Regions from separate parts of the Canis lupus genome. Here region 2 is linked to region 1. The links are chromatin contacts, called in public Hi-C maps. All regions are on one chromosome and are shown on one strand. The core of a region is the stretch at or near the end of the contact, and the rest is flanking DNA. Distances in the headings are between cores, read along the strand shown. Region 1 holds the start of MARF1 (meiosis regulator and mRNA stability factor 1). Region 2 holds the start of NTAN1 (protein N-terminal asparagine amidohydrolase).

What was found. A called contact is a pair of places that touch in the nucleus more often than the background predicts.
Region 2: a contact with region 1 is called in a Hi-C map of blood, with 3 times the contacts expected there. The contact joins the promoter of NTAN1 here to the promoter of MARF1 in region 1. A contact is called at or near these places in 3 of 9 Hi-C or Micro-C datasets (amygdala and blood).

Annotation. Positions count from the first base shown.
Region 1 is chr6:28,448,789-28,456,579 of UU_Cfam_GSD_1.0, reverse strand. MARF1 (meiosis regulator and mRNA stability factor 1) reads right to left here and starts at 3,764. Exons shown (of 27, transcript XM_038540277.1): 1 at 3,639-3,764.
Region 2 is chr6:28,736,385-28,744,175 of UU_Cfam_GSD_1.0, reverse strand. It overlaps NTAN1 (protein N-terminal asparagine amidohydrolase), which reads left to right and starts at 5,152. Exons shown (of 10, transcript XM_038540292.1): 1 at 5,152-5,283. The coding sequence starts at 5,203. LOC111096299 (a long non-coding RNA gene) reads right to left here and starts at 5,014. Exons shown (of 3, transcript XR_005360898.1): 1 at 4,924-5,014; 2 at 4,092-4,259; 3 at 2,195-2,382. It overlaps RRN3 (RNA polymerase I-specific transcription initiation factor RRN3), which reads left to right. Exons shown (of 18, transcript XM_038540295.1): 17 at 688-775; 18 at 1,634-3,507. The coding sequence ends at 1,795.

The DNA.
Region 1 (7,791 bases), core at 2,515-5,014:
TGCCGCTCTCTCTCAAATAAATTTTAAAAAGTGAGACCGCAACTGTACTTATGGAACAACATTATTTACGGTATAATGGCTCCCATTAAGTCAAAGAGTAAGGAATAAAGGTAGAATTCTAGCCAAATGCCAACCCATTTAGCCCTGAGCAGGTCTTTTCTATAGTTTTTCTTAATTCTTCTCAACCATCTCTCCCTAAAGACTCTCCTGGTAAAGGTCAAAAAGTTAACCGAGTACGTAATTTTAGTAAAAGAACAGCTACATGTCTTCATTACCAATTACATAAGATTCTGAAATTGACTTAATAGCAACCTATCCCACTGTGTCATTGATGTGACTATGGAAGGTCCAAACTAAGTGAACTCTTTGGACTCTGAATTTGATTTTGCTACAGAACAAATCGAACCAATTTCTTCATTTACTTATTACAAAAATACAATCAGATATACCACCAAAAATCTAATTGAGAAATCTCCAGTCACAGATGTGCTGTATCTACCCCAGTGCAACCAACTGCATTCTTACAAGTCTTAAACAGTACAATAAAAGCAGATCAAATCAATAACAGCCAGTGGGCGTGGAGGCAGACTGCCAATGGTAAGGACAACTGAACCTCATTTCCAAGTCTTTGCCATTATACCAAACAACTGCCTATTCTTACCTGCAGTGGCCATTTTAAGGTTATCAATTTATCAGAAATTTCAACTGGACATAAAGAAAACAATTTCTTTTAAGTCTCTCTCTCTGAAAAGATGCTCTTCTCAAGAGATTTTAATATCTACGTAGTATGGTGAAGGGAGAGATGAGTATTCTATCTAAAATATAGAACCAATCACATAAAGCAGGGGCAGGCAAACTATAGCCTGCCAGCCAAAACCAGCCCTTTACTTGTATTTTAAAGACCTTCAAACTAAGAAGGTATTTTATACTTTTTAATTCTTGGGGGGGGGGGGGGAATCAAAAGAATCATATCTTGTAACCCAAAATTATATGAAATTCAACTTTTGGTGTCTCTATTTTAAATAGATAACTTTGTTTAAATACTGTCTGGCTATTTTTGCACTACAGCTACAGAGTTGAGTATTTGCAACAGAGACTGCATGGCCCACAAAGCCTAAAATATTTACTATTTGGCCCTTATGTGGAAGCTACAAAAACTTATATTAAGTTTCAGTCTCTTCCTCTGCAGAGTGTGGCTAAGTTCTTCCCCTCTACAGCATTACGAAGGGGGGAAATTATGGAAATGACCCCACCATCTGTCTTCACCAATGTAGAGCTTGCGCCAAGTACAGGGTTTGCAACATAGTATATACTGAGTAATTATTGTTAAGTGAAGGGATAAATATTGTAACTATTTACCTACTACTAAAAGAGTTAATCGGGATCTCTGGGCGGCGCAGCGGTTTGGCGCCTGCCTTTGGCCCAGGGCGCGATCCTGGAGACCCGGGATTGAATCCCACATCGGGCTCCCGGTGCATGGGGCCTGCTTCTCCCTCTGCCTGTGTCTCTGCCTCTCTCTCTGTGTGACTATCATAAATCAATGAAAATTAAAAAAGAAGAAGAAGAAAAAAAAACTTTAAAAGAGTTAATCTGGAGGGAGAGATGGAGTGTACCTCCACAACTACAATAAATTATGACAGTTGTTCTTCCTACTGAACACAGATCTCGTAACCCCCAACCATCTCCTCTCTGGATCATGGGAACCTGTGATGTTCACAATATGCAACTTCAACATGCTCTTTCAAATTTCTTCAAGACCAATCCTGAAAGTGAGTTAAGAGGCAGAGTACAATACAGATCACAAACCATTTTTATTTAACATTATTTCCTCATTCAACAACTATTTATTTAGTATCTATTATATAACAGGCCTGTGCTTGGCACAAGAGATACAATGATGAAAACAACCAGACAATAAGATCCATTTGTGTAATTTTTCCCCCCACAGTAAAGCAGGAGCAGGAAACCTGAGCCTGAACTATACAAGCTTGAGCTAGACAAGGGAGAATTGAGCTACATTTTACCTAGGAGTAAACACAAGTTTAATTAGGTTTTGTAACTTGGCCAAGATCACAGAATTAGAAAGGGGGCAGAGCCAGGCTTGTCCACCTCTTTCTTTCCATCACACCAAGGCACCTGCCTTCCGTATTTATTGCTCAACACAATCAAAAGTACAAATGTATTAGCTTTGGGGATCCCTGGGTGGCTCAGCGGTTTAGCACCTGCCTTCGGCCCAGGGCGCAATCCTGGAGTCCCGGGATCGAGTCCCGTGTCGGGCTCCGGGCATGGAGCCTGCTTCTCTATGTCTATCATGAATAAATAAACAAATCTTCAAAAAAAATGTAATAGCTTTTAAGTTGCCTGCACCCAGAAAATTTCCCATTCCTGGGAATGCCACTAAGTAACTCAGGTAGCCAAAACAAGTTTTTTGTTGATTTGAGTGGGAGTCTTTGAACAATTAGTGCTTGAGAGCGCAGCCGTCTGATGTCCGCCTTGTATATTAATCTCCAATTTTGCTGCTCCCTATCCAGGCAGCTTTTAGAGAGTTCGCAACCTCTCTGAACCTCAGATCCTACGCGTAAAATGGGCCTGATTATAACTGCAGCATCCTCATAGGGCTGTTGTCGGGATTTAACGAGACGAAGTATAAAATCTAGAAGCGGCCTCCTCTTAACACAAGTTAGTCTTCGACCCCCACACGACACAGTCCCCTTACTTACTTTTGTTTCGTAGCTCTTCTTACTAAAATTGTTTGATTTTTTTTTTAATTATGCCTCCCCGACTTGAACATAAACTCCATGGCAGCAGCCAAGCAGACACCACGTTTTCTCATTCATTGCTCCACTTCCTGCACCTGCCAAGTGCCTAGCACCGTCTCAACGATTGCTGAACGAGTCAAGTGTTCAAGAAATGTCTAGGAAGATCCTTTGGGTCTTGATTTCCCAACATGCAAAACTGTATTTCCAGCTCGGGGGGAGGGGGGGGGAGTGGGGGAAGTCCAGAAGATAAAAGGTGACTGGAAAGCTCTTGGTAATGCCAGAAAAAAAAAAAAAAAAAGAAAAAAAAACTACTTGGGAAACTAAAACGTGTATGGAGGCGTAGCGTTACAATTAGTAGTGGGAGTGGCTCAAGCCCTAAGGCAACTCAACGTAGTGTTGAGTCTGTCTGTCAAGCCAGAGACTATACCCTAGGGAGTGCTGAACCGTCCGAGGGGAGTGCAAGAACGCTCAAGGGGGGGGGGGGGGGGGGGGGGGGGGGGGGGGGGCTGAAAAACATTCACCCCTGTCTTCCCTTCTTAACCTTCCAACTGTGCACGCTGCTCCGGAAAGGCTGCTCTCCACACCTGGAAGCCCCCCAGGGAACAGGGAGACAGGTGCGGGCGGGCAGCCAAACACCCCCAAAGAGCAGCAGCGGCGCGGCAGTGACAGTCGTGAACCGACCTGAAAGGGTGACAACCCAAACCCACGGTGGGGGCCTGTCTGGTGGGTCCCAGTCCTTCCCCCCGGAGCAGACAACCTCCCCCACCCCCGCCAGCAAAGGGCAGGGGAAAGGGGGGGGACGCTGTCCCGCCTCCAGCCGGTGGCCCCAGAGCAGTGAGCCCATCAGGAACCAGTCCCCAGCGGTGCCAGCCAACTCACCTCAGCCGCCGGCTCCACCTCCGCTCACATTCCGGCCCCGCCGCCTTCCCCCCGCCCCCCCAGGCCCTTTGTTTTGATTCCCGACTCCGCAGCTCCCGCCGCCGCCGCCAAGCGCACCCTCCACTTCCGCTTCCGCACCGCACCGCCCCTGTCGCAAAACCGACGCCCTTCTCTCCACCCCCCGCCGCGCCCGCCCGCCCGCCGTGGCCCCGCCCCTTCCTCCACCCCGCCCCCGCCGCCGCGTCCTCCCCGCGCGGGGCGTGCTGGGAACCCCGGGGGGGGCGGGGCCTCGCGGCCCTGCAGCCTCGTCAGGCTCAGTCCCCTCCCGATAAACCCCTAAATAGGGACCTTCCCAGGGGGAGACCCCGGCTTTTTGGGGCCAAAACCCCCTGCTTAGGGAGGCCTTCTCCCTGGCTTATCGTGGTGGAGTGGAAAGGAACCTGATAAGCGGAGAATGAGAGGGCTTGTGAGGTGGAGCCGGGCGGGGGGGTGGGGGTTGGAAAAAAACTTGCCAATCGGGATTTTGATACGATTGAGCTTTTTGGGTCTTTGGAGGGAAGGCGATTTAAACAGGATTTTGATGAAAAACGCGACGGTTTTGGCGCTCTCGCTGATGTGCGCGCGCGAGCTCCGCTCTCCCTGGTTCCCTCTGGTCACGTGATGGCTCTCTCGCTTGCTCTCTTTTTAAATTAAGGGATGCATAATTTGCGCAGCATCCTTCATCTACTGCAACCTAGTGGCGAGTGGAGAGAAAAATAACCGCCCGCGGGGCTTCCCGCGAGGTCCCGGTGGGGCCACTTCTTGCAAGAGGGTGACCCAGGGGGCAAACAAGGGAGGTGTGTGCCCAGGCTGTGTGCTGCACACTGGCTCCCCCTCCCACTAAGGGGTCCTCGTGTTTTCAGTTAGAAAACGTCATTTTTAAAAGCCCTGTAGCCCAGAGCCCGCTGCAAGTGCATGCAAACTTTTCAGGGATGGGGTAGGGGGAAGCACTACGAAGCCTGTAGGGGCTTGTGTTTTCGGTGGGTGGATGTGACATGCATGGTTGGGTTTTTTTTTTTTTGGCGGGGGGGGGGAAGGGAGGGTTGGTGCTTCACGGTCTTTTACCTGAAGTCATTAAAAAAAAAAAAAAAAAAAACCTAAGCATGAGACGGTCGCTTCCGAAACTGCCAACCGCTCCCTACTTCCTGTGGCTATTGAGAAAAACAAAACCCGCATCTAAATCGAGACATATTTAAGACGTGCAAGCTGAATCCGACCTACAAGTTCAATTCTGAAGTTTGCTGAGAAACAGATTCATTTTGCAGAAGAATAAGCCGAAATGGCCAAATGAGATTTTTTTTTTACCCCCCTGCAGGATGAGGCCATTTCATTAAACAATTTGGATTATGTTGCGGGGGCGGGGGGGGGGGGGCATTTCAGGGAAGCTGATACATCCCTGTAGGCATCCTTGTATAGTCCTATTGTGGAGGGCAAGATCAAACACGTAGCTGAAGCACCCTTTGTGCTTGATTTTCATTTTCCAGAAAGCAGATGACAAGCACACACATCATCTGCCTGCTTAGGTATTTATTACTGCTAAGTAAATCCTCATTGTGTCTGTGTGTGGGTATTATTTTCCAAGTGGGAATTAGAACAGATGAAAAAACAACCCAGTGTCTGTTTTTTTTTCTTCCTTTTTCTTTTTTCTTTCTTCTTTCTTTCTTTCTTTCTTCTTTCTTTCTTTCTTTCTTTCTTTATTTCTTTCTTTCTTTCTTTCTTTCTTTCTTTCTTTCTTTCCTTTTTTTCTCTTTCTTTCTCCCAAAGTACCAAATATGCTTCTCTTTAGAGGAGTTTTTTCTTTTTTATTCTGGTTGAGTATCTCTGAACACAGACCCAAGCAACTAAAAACATAACAAAAAGGAAACAAAGTGACTGTATTTTAAATTGCCTTTTAAAAAAAGTTGTTGGTGGTCACAAAATAATACAGAACAGACACATTTTGTTTGACTTTGCTTGGCATTCTTCCAAGTCCAGAGCTGTCCCTGATCTCAACAGGTTAAACTCCCTAAGTAAAGTGGAATCAATCCTACTACATGGAAAGTTAACGAAAAGTCTGAATCACAATTTTTAAGGAAATGCAGTTTTAGTGTTTTCTGTAGAAAACCAGCCTAAGCAGACCACCAGCCCTTGAAAGCAATTATGAAGTGAAAGCAATTTGATACTTGTGAAAGAGTGCTTTCCTATTTTTTTCCTAGGGGTTATTTTCTTAAATATAGTCTCTGTTAATCTTACTCTTATTTCTTTGCTGGCCAGACTCTTTTCCCAGAGAGTAACTTTTGGTTTTTCTATGTCCAAATTATAATCCTCACATTTATGAAACCAGGATGTTTTATTTTTGTGCTGCTTAAGAGGCCACTTTACATTCATTTCACCTCTTAAATTAACTTAGCTACCACTAATGGGGTTTCTCTCCCAGCAACTTCCCTTCCGCCCATGCTCGGTTTAGCGTTCCGAAATAATGAATTGTAATGGAAGGACGAAAGCAAGAGAAACTGAGCTCTCTGCTAATTCGTATCTAAAAGCTACAAGGAAAACACTGAATAGAAGAAGGAAAAAGTTTTAAAGTACACTGAATTTTCCTTTTATTGCAAAGGTTTTACCCAATAACAAACCCTTTCCCCTAAACTATTCCGAAGAGGACTTTCATCATTTCAACGCACTCCCTCTCGTCTTTATGGAAAATGAAGGAAATTGGAAACTAGCTACTTTAAGCGACTTAATGCCATTGAGGCAGGACTGGTAACTCATCAATTTGTGTTTCTGTTTATCTGTAAACTGGGAATGATTACTCCCTGCCCAGAGACCTCACGGAGTGGTGAGAGTCAAAATTCTTTTTTAACTTTTTTTTTTTTTTAATTTTTATTTATTTATGATAGTCACACAGAGATAGAGAGAGAGAGGCAGAGACATAGGCAGAGGGAGAAGCAGGCTCCATGCACCGGGAGCCCGATGTGGGATTCGATCCCGGGTCTCCAGGATCGCGCCCTGGGCCAAAGGCAGGCGCCAAACCGCTGCGCCACCCAGGGATCCCGAGAGTCAAAATTCTGAGGATGAAAGAGAGCATCAGAGGAAAAATGTCGAGAGGGTGTGAATGATTTTATTAGTGTTTGTGACCGGGATGGAAATTTCCTGAAAGACATGTTGGTACTTTCCTTAACTCTGTTGGTACAGGTAGTGAGGTTCCCTTTTGGGTCTGAGTTTCTTTAGGAACTTGAGGAGTCAAAACAAAGTCAAATTAGAAAAAGGCCATTCTTAACCAAGGCAGAGAGGCAGGAAGGATTCTAAAGATTGTGGCAGAAGGCCTCAAAATAGCTAAAAATCTCTTTGTCTCTAGGGAAGTGCTGAAGAGGGCTGGTGTAGGAGTCCAACAGACCCAGGTTTGAAGCCTGATTTGTTATTGCTAATTGGGACTCCTTGGGCAATGCATTTAATTTCCTGCACCTTTGTTTTCTCAACTTTAAAGTGAGAGCAATAGGGCAGCCCTGGTGGCCCAGTGGTTTAGGCCGCCTTTGGTCCAGAGCCTGATCCTGGAGACGAGGGATTGAGTCCCACATTGGGCTCCCTGCATGGAGCCTGCTTCTCCCTCTGCCTGTGTCTCTGCCTCTCTCTTGCTCTATGTCTGTCATGAATAAATAACATCTTAATAAAATGAGAGCAATAAGAGTGCTTTTCTGTCATTTTCATCTGGGTCTCAGCTCTGTTGTCACCTCCTTAGAGCAGCCTTCCCTCACCATCTAAAGTGACCCCTTCCAGCTCTTTTATCTCAAGTGACCTTGCACCTGAAATTACTCTTTCTGTTTGCTGGTGTAGTGTCTTGCTTTCTTAGCCACATAAGCCTTTTGAGGACTGGCATTTTGTTTGACATTTGTTGTGTCATAAGCCCGAGTGCTCAAATAAATATTTGTTGATGAACAGTTGGGATTGCTGTTATGAATAAGAAAACCCACATTTAAGAAGTCAGCCTTGTGGGGGCACCTGGGTAGCCTGTTGGTTGAGCATCTAACTTCGTTCGGCTTATGGTGTCATCATTGGGGTCCCTGGGAGGAGCCTACTTCTGCCTCTGCCTATATGCCTGTGTTTCTCATGTATAAATAAATAAAATCTTAAAAAAAAA
Region 2 (7,791 bases), core at 3,903-6,402, 290 kb before region 1:
TTTTTCTGTAAACCTGTTGGTTTCAACATGAAAGGGGCTGGATATAGAGGTGTCTGGATAGAGAGGATGCTGCCTTTTTCGTGGCTCAGAATTTTCTGCCAAGCGACTTGTTCCTTCCTCTGGAGACCACAGTCCGTGCTGTTGCAAAGGATAAACAGCAGCTACATCTAGATGGGTAGTTGTGAAAAACTACCAGGCCAGTCTTCAACTGTGCATCTGTGTAAGGAAGCAGGAGTTCTGCTTATTGTGCACTTACTAGCAACACCATAACTGAGGAGTATCTGGTCCCCCAAGTCTTGGTTGACTGAAACCACATTGATTTTTCTCCCCAGACTAATTTTTAGTAGATTTACTATAAGAAGATAAAAAATGAAATTCCAGAGTAATATAATTTTGTTTTTCTTTGGATATATTCTAACTCATTATGAGTTCTTGCAGAGTTGAGAGAGAATTTCACTTGAAAATAAAAGTTGAGAAGCAGTTGCTTCATACGCTGAGTAGATGAAGCTTTACAAACAAGGAGCCATGTTATTTACAGTACTGTGACATAGCAGTATTTTTTGGCACAATGATTATTTGAGCCATAGTGTTTATTTTGGGTAATGGATCCTGTGGGAAAAGAGCCAGACAAGTCTGACCTTCAGTATAGCATCGAACTTGACTTTGAAATGTGATCACTGTCGATAGGTCGAAGAAATTCATCGATCCTGTTTATCAGATATGGGAAGACATGAATGCAGAAGAGCTTCAGGAGTTTAAGAAACCCATTAAAAAGGTAAATTCATGACTCGGCACTCTTGGGATTTCCGGTGTGGTCACAGACACAAATAGTAAATAGCAATGTTACACTTAAAAAACACTACATTTTATTCATTCCGCCTTCACAAAAATCCAAGCTCAGGTTATGTTCTTTTTATGAAGAGAATTTTTGTTTTTTTTGGTGAACTAGACCTTTTTTTTTTTTTTTTTTTTTTTCCTTAAGATTTTATTTATTTATTCATGAGAGACACAGGCAGAGGGAGAAGCAGGCTCCATGCAGGGAGCCCGATGTGGGACTCAATCCCAGGTCTCTAGGATCATGCCCTGGGCTGAAGGCAGTGCTAAACCTCTGAGCCACCCGAGCTGCCCTAAACTAGACCTTTTATAAGTGGACTTTGGGTAGTGAAGGTTAATTAAAAATCAGCTCCATAAATTAAGATCTTTACCACATGATCATCACTACCAAGTAACAATCTCGAATTTACTTAAGTATCATTTTTCATAAGTAATCATTGGAAAGCTCTTTTTTTTCTTTATAGTTTTTTGGCAGGGGTCGTTCATTCACTCATTCACATTGTGTTAGATACAAGGGTGATGATGCTGAGTGAGAATGTCGTGTCATGCTGCCTGCCCTTTCTGAGCTTAAAATCTGTTTTAAAAAAAATCACACTTTACACATGTAAATAGTTATGACATGTGACCAGCAATCATGTAGGTGGTTGGTAATATTGAAGTGGGTGTCTGAGGAAGTTTCTGAAATTAAGATACTTTTCTTTATGTTCATCTTTCTAGAAGTGGCACATTCCTCAAAGGAATTCTTGAAATTTCACACTGCCACTGGGGATCCTACTGATAATCTCTGTTCTTTATATAGGAGGTGGTGGAAGACGAAGATGATGATTTTTTGAAGGGTGAAGTTGGGATCACTCCGAGCTCCTTTGACACGCATTTCCGAAGCCCTGCGAGTAGTGTGGGCTCCCCTCCCACGTTATACCTGCCAGACCAGTCCCCTCTGATCACAAGGGTTTGTGATTGAAATGAGCATTCCTCCCTGTTGGGCCCTTGAGTGCCAGGGCTCATGATATTTGAACTGGAGCGAGTACATGCCTCAGGCATCTTACTTTCAAGGTAGACTTTAGTGTCTGGACTTTTTTTTTCCTGTTTGCTTCCCTACAGACAGAAGGAAAAGACTGGATATCATGTGCAATATTTTGGAATGGAGTTGATGATAAATTTTGAAGGCTTGTGTTGTCTAATGTATATTTTATTTCATTTCAGCTTTACGACATCATTGTGAAATTTCTAATATTGGCAACAGCCTGTTTTAACCGATTGCATTTTTCCACATAGGTTTTTGTCTGAGCCGTAGTCACAGGACTGTGTTGATCTGATTTCTTTTCAGTGGAAAAAAATCCTCTATGTAGACACTATTCAGTGTCTTTAAAATGATTTTACTTTGGACATATTGTTGACCCTCAGCTGGAACTATATGTCTGTTTTGGGTTGTCAGTGGGGTGCGGAGAGGACGGGAGGAATGTGGAGAGGTGGCCAGAGCTGGTCCCTGACTCTGGAAGCTGGAGCTGGCACGGAAAATCTCCAGGGACTTTGGAGACCAATGAAATCCTGGAGGGAAGAGATGGAGTGTTTAGGGAAATAGAAGCAGACAAATCATACACTTGTGAGTTTAAAAATGAATTTAAAAGAAACACGGAGTTCGGGGTAAATGTAATTCCCATGTGCTGAGAGTGAGGTTGGACTTTTATAAAACATAGCACGTTGGCATTTTACCCTGAGGCTCCCAGGAGCTGTTAGAACTGGAACTGCTTGTTTGTAGTGGAATGTTACTTGGGTTTTCCTCTTTTTTAAAAAACTAGAATCAGTTGGTCATTTTGAGAATTTCTTTGTGCTAACGGGCGGGGAAAAAGGGGGCTTGGGTTATTCGGTGGAATGGTTTTGCCAGCCACAACAGACCAAGGTTACATACAGCTCCAGCCTTGGTCTATTGGCTGCTGGTATCATGGATTTCGCTTAGTGAGATCTCTGGTGAGGCTCTTTTTGTACTTTTATAACTAAACACTGAGAGAGAGGAGTCTAAACAACCTCACTTTATAACACGTGTGCAAACACTGCTAGGCTCATTTTGTAGCTCATGCATATTTTAGCTTCATTCCTTATTTGTGTACTTTTTTTGTTACTTGTGAAAATGGACATCTCTAAACATATTTATTTTTCTGCCACTTTTCCTATTATTTAAAAGCAAGCAATATTTTCTTGATCACAAATATTTTGTAATGAAATACTTTCTCTTTCCTAGGGCTTTGTATGCTCTTGTATAATTATATTGATGGCAATGTAGAGTAAATATGTTTTTGGAAAATAGAAATTTTTATTGGTTTAAAATGTTTTGGATATTGCAGATTTTCTTTTGGTGACTTGGTGGAAAGTCATTTGAGAACGTTTAGGTTCTCTCTCTCTTTTTTTTTAACTGGCAAAAAGGTGGGATTTTTGTAAGCTGGGTAAATGAGTACATGAAAATGTGTCTGTAGAAGTTAACGGTAAGTGGGCCTTTGTGGGTTTGAAGTTTTAATGTAGAAGGGTCTTTATAAATAAGTCTGTTTAATTTCAAAGAAGTTGAGGGGGAAAACATTGTAAAAATAAAACAATGGCACAGTTACTCTGGACCTTTTGTTCTTATACCAGTAAAGGAGTCAAGGGAGGTACCCCAATAAAGAGGCTTCTCACACTGATGCCATGATTTCTGTGGTTTTTACTGATCTCTCTTAAAGCTCCATGAGAAACTGCAGTTGAACACTTTCTCTGTTTAAGAGGCAGAAGTACCACTAGACCGGCTGCAGGTGGTGCTGGGAAACAAAGTACACACTGGTGAGGAGCGACGATTCTAGGGGCAGCCAAGGTGTCAAGGACTCTGCGCACATCCAGCCACAAGAGCTACCCAGGCTTGAACTGATTCCAGGAAAACAAACACTTCTTTGAAAAATGCACATGCTTTAAAAGAACATCTATGGGGGGGGGGGGGGAATTGGGGGATTTCCTTGGGAATTCTAGAAAAAGGATCTTCTATTCCTCTTATTGAAAAGCAGGCTTTCATTTGGGGTAGGAGTTCCAGGGTCCACCCTGTTGTCTGTTTGGTATGGTCGGCTCTTAAAGAGAAGTGGTGAATTTATACAAGTGTGAAAAGGACCAGGGACTTCTCAGGTGTCACGGGTTGTTACTGTCTGTCTAGCCAGCTGTGTGACGTCTAGCCAGCTGTGTGACGTTGAGCAAGTCTGAACTCCCTTGTGAGCTGTAAGATGGAGATAACTATTACGTACTTTAGGGTTGTGATGATTCATTGGGAATGCATGGAAAGGCAGTGGCTGTTCTGCCTTGTGAGAAAGTGAAGCAAGAAGCACTTCCATGGAGAGGTCTTTCCAAGGCAGAGGCGACGTTTGTTTCAGCCACACTGATTGGCTCCTTGGTACCAGCTGAAGAGGTGCCACCTGGAGAGGAAGGGCCAGTGTTTGTGGCCCCCCGCACCGCCCCCGCCCCAATCCCCTTGGGAGCTTTGAAAAACTAAGGCGGGGGAATACAGATGCCATTCCAACGTGCTTGCTCTGTGAGGTGGCTCCTCATCTCCTCGCTAATTTGTAAAGTTACCTTTTAGTTAACCTAGTGTGGAGTTGGGTCTACTTAAGGAATATTTCCAAATTCAGAACAGAGAGCCCCTAGGTAGGAAGCTTCACCCCGAGATAGCTATTCTCAGTAGGGACGGAAGGTATCTTGTTGATCTTCAGTCCCAGGGTTCATCACTAAGTGCCTACTGGACGCCAGGTAGCAAGTGTTAGGACGATTTCTAAATGTGTGCGGTTAGCAAAGTTTCGGCTCTATTTTCGCAGTTTAGCGTTTACTATTGATTGAACATAATGCTATGGAGCAGTGTAGGTTCCTCACTCAGATAAATAATCTCAAGGTCACGATGGAGTAGTAGAGCCGTGATGTTGACGGCAGGCCGTCGGACCCCAAAGCCCACACTCCGGCCAGGCTGGCTGGTCACTGAGCCCGAGCGCGGGCTCTCGCTGTCAGCCCGGCTCCGCGCCCTCCCGGGGAGCCCACGCTTTCGGGACTACATTTCCCAGGGCCCCCTGCGGGGGGGTGGGGAGAAACCTGGCCGCCGACCGCTCCCTCGCGCTTGGACTACATCTCCCACAGGGCCGCGCGGGCCCGCCTCCGGTTTCCTGGCCGCCGCGCTGCGCCGTGCCGCGCCGCGCCCCTCCCCCCGGTGGGACTCCACTTCCCGGCGGCGCCCGCGGGGGGCGGGGCGCGGCGCGGCGGGGCGGCCCCGGGCGGGGGCGGGGGCGGGGCGGGGCGGGGCGGGGGCCGCGGGCGGCCGGGGGCTGGGGGGGCCGCCGCCTCCCTGGGCCTGCCGGGGCGGCCGCCTCCGCGATGCCGCTGCTCGTCGAGGGGCGGCGGGTGCGGCTGCCGCAGTCGGCCGGGGACCTCGTGCGAGCCCACCCGCGGCTGGAGGTGAGCGGGGCCCGGGCCGGGCCGGGGCGGGGCGGGGCGGGGCGGGGGCTCGGAGGCCGCCGGGGGCCGCTGCCCGCGGGCCCACCCTGCTCGCCCCGCCGCCCCCCGAGGCGGAGCTCAAACTTGGCGGAGCGGCTCGGGGCGCCTGTGCCCCCGGGACCTCCGAGGGCTCCGCCGCGGCCTCTGCGGGAGCGGGGCCGGCGGCCCAGAGAGGTTGGGCGGCTTGCCCGACGCCGCACAGCAGCGTGGCGCGCGGCCCGACCCCGGGCAGCCCCCACCCCCCTCCACCCCCCGGCCGGGCCGGACCCTGGAGGCCGCCCTGCCGGCGCCCCGGCGGGGGGGGGGCGCGGGGGTCCGCGGGGAGCGGGGAGCGGGGAGCGGGGGGAGGCTCGTCCCGCGGCTCCCCGGGCAGCGCCGCCACCGGGCCCGGCACCCTGGCCGCGGGGGGGGGGCGGGGGTCCCGGCGGCCCCCCTGCCCCCCCCGCCCCCACTACCCCCGCCCCGCCCCCGCCCCCGCCCCCGCCCCCGGGTATTTTTAGCGAGAGGAGAGGGCCCTGCCTCCCGCAGCCGCGCCGCGCCGGGGGCCACGCCCTGACGGAAGGCTCGGGTCTGGTGCGTCCTCCTGCCTTTGTCCCGCGCTGCGGCCCCCGCCCCCGCCCCCGCAGACGCCCTCAGGAGGGGCCTCCCCCGAGCCGCAGCTCCGGTGAGGGGGCGCCCGCGGCCGGGCTGGAGGGCGCGCGTCGTCGCCCCGGGTCCCGCCCGGCAGGAGCCGGCCCGGCCCGCTGACCCCGCTGACCCCGCTGACCCCCGCTGACCCCCGCTGACCCCCGCCGTCCTGTGCCCTCCCCGGGCGGGCCCTGGGGGAGGGGGTGCTGGGGGCGCCCGGGGGGGTCTCGGCCTGCAGGAAACCGCACCTGCGGGCGCTCCGCGTGGGCCGCGCCCCGCCCCCCGCCCCCTTCCCCCCGGCCCCGGCCCCCGCCCCGGCCCCGGCCCCGGGTAGGACCGGCCAGGGCGGAGACCCTTCCGCCGCCTAAAGAATCTAGCGGATGCGGTTCTTTTACATCCCTGAGGATTTCTGTGCTGAAAAGTTAGGAAGACGGGCTTCGAGGCGGGTGCTCAGTGCGCAGGCAGGAGGGCTGGGACGGGCCGGGGGGGGGGGGGGGGGGGGGGGGGGCTCCGGGGAGGAAGGTGCAGGACGGACCAGCCCGGGCCGCGCGGGGCGGGGCGGGGCGGGGGAAACCCCCGGGAGGGCGTCACACCCAGACTCGAGGGGTTTCACTGGACCTTTCCGTGAATGAGCACTGGGGCCAGATGAAAGTTTTCATTAGGTTTTAGGTTTTTATTTTTTTAAGATTTTATTTATTTATTCCTGAGAGACACAGAGAGAGGCAGAGACGCAGGCAGAGGGAGAAGCAGGCTCCACGCAGGGAGCCCGAAGGGGGGCTCGATCCCGGGACCCCGGGATCACGCATCGAGTGAGAGGCAGGCGTCCCCAGGCGTCCCTGCCTAGTTTAGCGTGTCCCCTGTCTGTAAGCAGCAGCATATAAACGCCAAGAAGACCCCCGCAGCCCCTCTTGCGCCCAGGTAAATGCCTTTACAGAGGTTTCCCTCGACGCATGAGTGACGCGCCTCCGAGCGAGAGCACACTGCGAGCTCTGCTGGGCGATGGGTCTTCTTCACGGGATGCTGTGGCCTCTGCGGCACCAGCAGCCGGAAGCCTGTCCCCAGCCCTGCCCAGCACAGAGGGCACCAGCGACAGCGACACGGGGGGCCGGGGGGGCCGTGCAGGCCTGCGGAAGCAGGTGCTCTTGCTCCGCCCATTTTATGGATGGGCGCTCTGAGGCTGGGGGCAGGAGTGTCCCGAGGTCCCGGGCCTGTGGGTGCTGCGGCCCTGGGTGGTGCAGCCCACATGGGGACCCTGGCCACCGGCCCGGAGAACCCAGCCCCTCGGTCCTACACATGAACCGTGTCAGGCGCTCAGGGCACGTGGCTCGTGGCCACCGCATGACAAGGCAGGTCTAGGTCGCAGCCAGCACCGCAGAATGTTCCTTGGGGCTCTGTCCTCAAGCCTTCGCTCTTTCCCAGTCACCCGGGCCCAGAAGCCAGGCCCGCAGCACCTTGCTAAGTGTAGGTCCAGAGAACTGCACCAGATGATGGCCCGGAGCACAACAGGCGTGGGGGGCGCCGCGGGGTCAGGGAAACAGGTGCCGCGGGGTCTGCATCCTTGCACGGGCTAAGGAGCCCACGGCATCCGGGAAAGGGGGCAGGAGCGTCTGCGGGGACACTTGCGAATATCCAGCAGCAGGGGGAAGGGACCCGTGGCCCTACTAAGCGGCTGGCCACGCGAGGGGTCCAGCTAACCCCTGCCCCGGGGCCCGACGATGTCTGGACCACCCGTGAGCCACTGACGGTTTTCACCTTTTTAAACCGAAGTAGCAAATCAAAGTAGAAAGTCAAGTAGAAAATCAAAAGAGTAGCATTTCGCGATGTGTGAAATTACGTGAAATT